Linked DNA regions of Hordeum vulgare: region 2 is linked to region 1. A link is a contact called in public Hi-C data. All regions are on one chromosome and are shown on one strand. Each heading gives the region's core, a stretch centred on a gene start, on an enhancer-like site or on the middle of the called end of the contact. The rest is flanking DNA. Distances are from core to core; before and after follow the strand shown. Region 1 holds the start of LOC123430620 (brassinosteroid-responsive RING protein 1-like). Region 2 has its middle 190 kb from the start of LOC123430620.

Evidence for each region. Hi-C and Micro-C count contacts between places; a contact is called where the count stands out from the background.
Region 2: a Hi-C map of leaf shows a contact between it and region 1, with 5 times the contacts expected there. The contact joins the enhancer-like site here to the promoter of LOC123430620 in region 1. A contact is called at or near these places in 2 of 6 Hi-C or Micro-C datasets (leaf and seedling).

Annotation. Positions count from the first base shown.
Region 1 is chr2H:581,600,917-581,604,821 of MorexV3_pseudomolecules_assembly, forward strand. It overlaps LOC123430620 (brassinosteroid-responsive RING protein 1-like), which reads left to right and starts at 2,037. Exons shown (of 1, transcript XM_045114472.1): 1 at 2,037-2,996. The coding sequence starts at 2,125. The coding sequence ends at 2,742.
Region 2 is chr2H:581,795,465-581,799,764 of MorexV3_pseudomolecules_assembly, forward strand. No RefSeq gene overlaps it. Among protein-coding and RNA genes, the nearest start is that of LOC123430620, 190 kb to the left of the region's middle. Within about 2 kb of position 1,522, at least 1 of the 3 cell types and tissues checked has open chromatin away from gene starts, as enhancers often do. A contact at or near this core is called in leaf, where this site is marked.

The DNA.
Region 1 (3,905 bases), core at 787-3,286:
ACCCCTCATGAAGACGTTTCGATGCACCACAATCCACAACAAGGTTGCCCCATAGCCTAGGCATACTAAATCCACAACAATAGTGTTTGTATGATAGCCACTCATTGCACTGTCCAATATCAATCTACTTTTCCCTACAATCAGACATTCTTCACACTCTCCTAGATTCCCCATCAAAACCCCCCACAAGCACCAATGGATGTGTTGACATGTTGGTCAACCCATATGATCACCAACCTCTCAATCCCTCCCTTAAAAACGACCCGAATCATTGAACCCGTGCGCCAAAACGGATGATCGTCGTTACCATCAAAACCTAGTGAAACAGGGGAAAGAAACTTCGTCGCAAGCGGCGGGGAAAGAGGGAATCGACACATACCATACGTCGGCGGGAACTCGGCCACGATCCGTATGACCGGCCACATACCACTTCCCTCGCCTCCGACGGTTTCAAACCGATGCACTGTCGATCAACCCGGAGAGCTCGAGGAGAGACCGAGGGGGACGGAAAGGCAAGGGTTATGGGAGGGTTGGCGGGGCAGTTTGATGAGTCCGCGATAATATGGAGATCCTCTTGAAATATTTTCATACGCGCTAACAATCCACCTTTCATGTTTTTATTTGTAAAACGAACAGAGTGTGGACGTGTCACATTCCGACTTGGCATGCCACATGCGCCGATTCAGGTTGTTTTGTAGTCAACTCTTACAACAAACAAGTTCGTGTATGAGTTTTATGGGGTTTTGAAATTTATGTATGAATTTGTTAATTTTGAGCAAGGTATTGTATCCTGGATGTAATTAGCTCAAATATAAATGCAGGCGTTAATCATATAACTAAAGCACAAATAGTATCCAACCAAAGGTGTGTTTGTAACTAATATACTCTCTCTGTTCGTAAATATAAGTCTTTCTAGAGATTTCATTAATTGACTATATACAAAACAAAATGAGTGAATCTACACTCAAAAATATGTCTATATGCATTCATATATAGCCTTCTATTAAAATCTCTAAAAAATATATATTTAGAAACAAATGAAGTACTGACCAATATCAACGTGGGTTGCATGTGCGTATTACTAGTAATGTTTAGCAGATAATTAATATCATACCCAAATATAAGCACCAGTTTTAATCACATAATTAAAGCACAAATAGTATCATACCCCTAATATATACTCCATCCGTTCTTAAATATAAGTCTTTTAAAAGATTTTATTAGGGTCTACATATGAAGTAAAAATAAATGAACTTATACTCTAAAATATGTCTATATTTATCCGTATATAGTTTCTTACTGAAACTTCTAAAGAGGCTTAGGGCGTGCTTGGAATGCGTGTAAGATTATACCTCCGGATTTAGTTACACTTGTATAATACCGGCCACAGTGTAACTGTTGCCTGGAAGAAAAACGAGGTGTGTATCATTTTACACGTGTATTCAGTGTCCAAACGATAGAACCCTTATATTTAGGAACGGAGAGAGAGTATATTGCCTACTATCAACAGACATTGCATGTATACATGTACTATTAATTTTGAAATACACATGATTTCTACTACGCACACCGTGCAATTAGACGGAGGGCACCAAGGATGAACGTGTGTATCTACGGTACGGGTACATGCACCGGGGTCAGGAAGAAGGGTGCAGTGCACGCACCCGTACACCCGCCCGTTTCCGTTGCCAACGTGCAGTGCACCGACCGTTGAGGGCACACCAAGTTTGTGGGGGTCAGCAGGCGAGCGGACCACGCGCGCGGTGACACCCGGCCCGGCGGCGGGGTTTGCCAGTCGGTCAGTGAGCCACACCGACCCGCGAGGGTGCTGGCCGGGACTGGGAGTCGGTCATCGGGTCAGGGTCGCGCGCACGACGCACCACGCCCAACCCCGACCGGACGCACGCCCCACCCCGGCCCCGGCTCTTTCCGCGTCACCCCGCCCCGCTCCTTGGCTTTTATATAAGCCGTCCTCGCCTCGTCTCGGCCTCCCCACCACGCCTGCCACCACCACCACCACCACCATCGTCCCCTCACACTTGCCCCTCACCCTCCCTGCCGAGACCAGGCCACATCCGTCAGCAGGCGGCGCGCGCGGACGTTTCTCCTCGGCAGACGACAAGCATGGGCTTCCCGGTCGGCTACTCGGAGCTGCTGCTCCCCAAGCAGCTGCTCCACCTCCTCCTCCTGCTCGGCTACCTCCGCCGCTTCCTCCTCTGGGCCTTCGACGCCGTCGGCCTCGGCGACCTGCTGGATCTCGGGGACGAGCACCTGGCGCAGGACCACGCGCGGCTCGCCGACCACGCCGCCGCGGACGCGCTGCTGCTGCAGCAGCACCACCGCCGGCCCGAGTTCCGCCCCGTCACGGCGATGGTCATCGAGGAGGTGCTGCCCGTGGTGCGGTTCGACGAGCTGGACGCCGCCGCGTGCGTCGACGGGGACTGCGCCGTCTGCCTCAGCGGCATCGGCGGCGGCGACGAGGTGCGCAGGCTCACCAACTGCCGCCACGCCTTCCACCGGGGCTGCCTGGACCGCTGGATGGAGCACGACCAGCGCACCTGCCCGCTCTGCCGCGCCCCGCTCATCCCCGACGACATGGCCGGCGCGCTCTGGGCCTCCGCCGCCGGCGTGCCCGACGCCTCCGACTTCGACTTCTTCTACCTGGGCGCCTCGGTGCCCACCACCCCGACGCTGCTGCGGCCGCACGAGCTGCTGCTCACCGGCCTCGGCGGCTACCAGTGAGTGAGCCCCCCCGATTCGGTCCAGGCAATCTGCCGCCGCCGCCCAGAATGCGCAATTTTACAAGACTGAATTGGTCTCCGCGTCCGGACGCCGGCGAGCTGCCTGGCCCCAACCGTGTAAATAGGGGAAATGAGTAAAGTAACTGCCCCCAAAAGGGGCTAGGAGATTAGATTCCTGTTATGCATAGCTAGATTCCATCTTCCAACTTTGCGGAGCTGTGGATCTTTCTGCCAATTAAATTTGTTCAGTTATTATCTAGGCGTTTCGGGTGCAAAAATTGGGCCCTCTGTTTCTTCTCTTTCTTTCCCGTGTTGCTCATCAGCTCGTTCAGCTGTTTATTACTACAGCAGTAGTAGTGTATGGATTTAGAAAGGCTTCATCAACGTCCCGTGTATGGAGCAGTAGGATTTTACATCATCTGAGGAGAAACAACCCTGGCGCAATTGGGTCGTGTTCTGAAACCATATGCATCCTGGCAAGTGGCAGGAAATATTGGCTCCGACAGTAGAGCCGCAGTCTTTCCTTGATTGGATCTACTCCTACTATAGTACCGTTGTTATTGCTACAACTGCTCACACTGAAACCCATGCACTAGGGCAGTGGAGGAATGTTCTGGAACGGTAAATTGGTAGCCTCAATGTATTTTTACTCTGGCACATGAAGATATGTCCGAAGTCGACTATATCTATATGAAAAAAAAATGTAAAAATATTGCTGTATGCGAAGTAAGAAAGACAGGAGGAAGCAGCGGCACTGTATTTTCTCTTAAAAGTTAAATCAACTGGTTGACTGCTTGAAAAACCAGACGGCCGAGAGGCGAGAATTCAATCCAACGCACGCGTGGGGCCTCCATTCTCAACGGAAGGAAATGGTTCATCACATTCCTCCGGTTGGAGTAGGAGCATGACTAGTCTATACTCTTTGGCAGCTGGACAGGGACAGAGTAGGGGAACCGACGCATCGCACGCCATCTTGACCTGGCTGACGGACGGGGAGCGTGCGTAGCGTACGTGCACGAGCGCGAGAGCTGGAAATTTTCAACGCGGGGGACAGCAGCCGATGACGACGAGAGCTCGGATCTGCGTTAAGGCAAAGGCCAAGGGGACGAAGGAAAGCAAAATTTCAGACGTAGAAGCAAGCTGCCTGCCAGCCTACCAACGTAG
Region 2 (4,300 bases), core at 272-2,771, 190 kb after region 1:
GTGGCCGCCTTTAAATAGCGGATTCCGGTGAGACCAAGCGTCCGGGTGCGTCAATGCACGGTGTCGTAGTTGGCTACTCGGTCAGCGAGCCTGCTTAATTGTGGCACACATGGGTGGGCATTAAATGCGTGTGGTAGATATCCGTACAGTACCGTACGACAAACGTCGCTCCGGCACTGAACAAGCACGAACACTGGGGGCGACTCTCTCGGCCGACATGCCGCTTCAATGTCGGCGCGAGTGAGAGGTCGCATTCGCTCCGGGTCGACATCATTGTTGAGTGGCCGCTCTACAACAACATGAATGCGGGTAGTTGTCGAAAGGGATGAACGCGCGTGAGCAGGTGAATGATTTTGGGTGGACCAGGACAATCAGGCGCGGGTGTGGCAGCGGTCCGGAAGCCGACAATCCACCCCTCCAACTTTTTCTCCCGTTACGGGGAAAAAGAGCATCGGACCATCAAGCGGATCGATACAGGATCACGTTGAATGGCTTCTGGAGTTTAGACCGCACGGTCTAACAGTTTGAGGGTTAGTGTTGTGGACGCCCTTAGAGCCCATAGTACTCAACTTCGTTGTAGCGGAAATAAATAGGGATTGGCTAGATGTTTGGTGACTGAAAATTCAATTTGGGTCATGCGAGTCTTTATGAGCCGTTGGATGGAGGATCGTAGATGGGCTTTTTCAACCTATGAAAATGGATCACTCTACATCATCCGATTTCTGAACCGTCGAGCCACCACACACACAACCGCATGTTGTCGTCGCCCCTGACGGGTGGCGCTCCTGCGTCAACCTCACCGTCGTTGTCCGGCTGTCCCCTCAACCTTCGCCCGCCACCGTGCCGCTGCCGCTGGCCATGTATCAATTTTTCCGGTGACCTGCACCCCACCCCAACACCCATAAGATAGATAAGCGGTAGCCCGCCACCTATGATAGATAGTTGGGTCGCCTTTCACCCTAAGATGACCCAAAGGCCTTCTCCAACGAGTCGGCAACTGCTTCTTCTTTCCTACCAAAACCGATTGACCTAAATTTGATTTCCAGGTGAATTACAAGTAGCTATTGTGAAATAAACATGACAGGGAAGGGGCCCATGTTACTCCGGACCGGAAGGCCTTCCGCTCATGACACGAAAGGAACGAATTCCTGAAAGCAATCGTGGTAGGTCAGAGGCTGGCGACCCTAGCGATCCATCATCCATCGTTTGTCGCCCTCCACCACCCGACGGTGCACCTCTCTTCCTCCCCCAACAAGTGAAGCGAAAGCAATGCACGCAGCGCGAGCCAATGCGCATTTGCGTCCCGGGCTACAGGGGATAAGAATGAATAATCGAACCCTCCGCTGCGGTCGATCTCGGCAGGCGTCGACGCCACCGGCCGTCGGCATCAGCTTTAGCGCCTGCCCGATCCGCCGGATCCGCGGTGCCACCAACGTGTTGTCCTCGCGGCCCTGTCCAGGTCACGGCCTCTTCGTGGGCGCCCTGCGCCCGGCATCCACGTCCTCGGCGTAGCGTATCGCCAGGAGAAAGAGAGAGATCCGTCGGGCATAGCACAACATTTCCCTGTGGTTATCATCGCATTGCAGTTCAGAGTCGTTCGAGCAACGATTTGCACGTAGCGTTCGGCTTAACGTGTCCCGGTCCAGGGGAATCGCGCATGTGGAAAACTATCTGCAACACCCGTTCGCGGACGGACACGTGCTCTGAAAATTACTGGCGACAGTGAGTGTGTGCCTGAACCGAGCGACACCTGCCGAACTGCTCAAAGACATTGTGAGGCCGAGGCTCATTCCAATCGTGCTTGATTAGGCGTCTGATCTAGTGGCCATGAAAGATGCAACTCCAGATGACACTGCTCGATGACATTGTGAGGCCGAAGGTCATGCGCCGTCCGTCTTGTCTCATTTTCCGTTGAGCAGTAGTGGCTGAGAAAAAAACACGGCTGGTTGGGCACGCTTGGACATTCCATGAGCTAGCGAATCCGAAATAGTGTACATGGATATCTGTCGCCATCTCGCAAGCTGCATCTTGATTGTTTTATTTATTTTTGCGGGCTTGCATCTTGAAATATCGTCGTACGAGTATCTCAACGATGATGGCCTGACGGAGGATCTTGTCTGTCCCTCGCTCTCTACCAGACAGACTGCAAGGTGCGCAGAGCACATGTCAACACAAGATGATGGCTCGGACTTGCTTCCACGACAATTAAGACCGAAATATTCCCTCATAAGAAACTGTCAACACAAGATCGTATGAGATCAGATGGTACATGACAGGCGAATACAATTTCCATGCCCTCGTGATGTTGGTTTGCCAGCAGACACACAAATAAGATTCCGTAAACCGGGCGGTTCCTCTTGCTATGTTGTCCGATCCATGAAGCCAAGTAAGTTTATGTGTTAAACATCAAGATGTAACCTACACTGTCAGGTTATTAGTAAGTCTTCTAAAAAAATTCATTACGCGTCTACATACAAAGCAAAATGAGTAAATATCTACTCTAAAATATGTCTATATACATCCGTATGTAGTCCATTAATGGAATCTCTATAAAGACTTATATTTAGGAACAGAGGGAGTAGGAAGTAAACTCATCTAAATTTTTTTGAGGGGGAGTAAACTCATCTAGATGAGATATCATTTGATCTCATTTACGTAACATCAGCTGACATCACCCTTTCTTGTTGCAGCCCGTTTCATTGGCAGGCCCCAATCAGAGTTGTTTCTTGTTCACTGGGCAAATGCGCTGGTTCTTGGTTTTATTTTTTCAATTTGCTTATGGGCTTGGGGACCTGAGTAACGGGTCTTTTGGAACGTTTATGGGCTTGCACCAATTAAGTGGTTGTTGGTGTGCCGCTACGGCCACTACAACAATACAAATGAATAATTTTTCATCTATATAAGAAGTGAATATTTTTCCTTAGAATTTTCACTAGTTCTGTTTTTTGTTCCTTTTTATCCAAACTTGAGCTCACGTCCAGCTTAAAAGGTTTTATTTTATCGATTAATTGCTGTATACATGTAGCTCGATTGGGTTTGTATACATGCTTTGTTTTGCCCCGATGGATAAAAATGTAGTCTTGTAAACTTTTCATGCGATTACAATTTTCAAAATATTTTTTCCTTTGGTTAGTTCCTTCTCGTTATCATTTCCTATTTTTAAAATTATACTAAAACAGAATAAAATAAATATGACTTAAAAGAAAACCTTTTTAAGCGAATTGACGTAAACAAAAACCTAGTTGCACATGCTCTTTATTGTACGCAATTATGTGTGTGTTGCGACCTATGTAATCAGGTTCGTACAGGTTTGACTCATGTAACTCACGCACATACGAAAAGAATATGTAAAACATATAACAAAAAATAACACGAAAATAAAAAAACAGGCCGGCATCAGTTACGCGTTGTTCTAATGGTTGCAGTTTGTGCATGTGTGCATCGTGCAAAAAAAAAAAAAAAAAAAGATAAATGAAGAAGAACCAAAAATAATAAAAAAAAGTAGAAAAAACAAAAAAAAAAGATAAAAATAAGTGAGCATCGCGAGCCCAACTGATTAAGTATTTGTATGCTATTATTCAAAAGATGTTTCATCACTTTTTTAGAAAATATTCACAGTGTATTCAAAATTGTCACGACATATTTGAAAATACGTTCATAACTTATTCAAAAATATTCACCGCATTTTAATAAAGGTCATCACGTATCTAAAAAATGTTCATGTTGTTTATAACACTTGCAATTGCATGTGTCATGGTCGACATGCAAGTCACCCGACAACCATTTCGTGCAGCAAGTTACAATGTTGTACCGAGTGCAATTGTAGTCGGGTTACAACATTTTTGGTTGCACGTTTACTAGTGAACATGCAATCCCCCTCCCCCCATTCGACCCTAGTTGCAGTCACTTTGTGCATGTGTAGTTGCAGCTGGATTGCAACACATACAGTTGGATATCTAGTTATAGACATGCAACTGGTTCCAACAAACTTCCCTCTCAACCCCATTTGGAGTCGTTTTTGTGCACAAGCAATTGCAATCGGGCTATGATGCTTGTGATTGCATGTTTATTGGTGGACATGCAACTGACCTGACAAACCCCGTCCCGATCCCAATTGCAGTCACTTTGTGCCCATGTAGTTGTTGTCAGGTTACAACCCTTGTAATTGCATGTCTAGTGTTGTACATGCAACTGGACCGATAACACCCTCCCCATCCCATTGTAGCCTCTTTATGTATCGTGCAGTTGTAGTCGGGTTTCAATGCTTGTAATTTCATGTCTATCGGTGGACATGCAACTA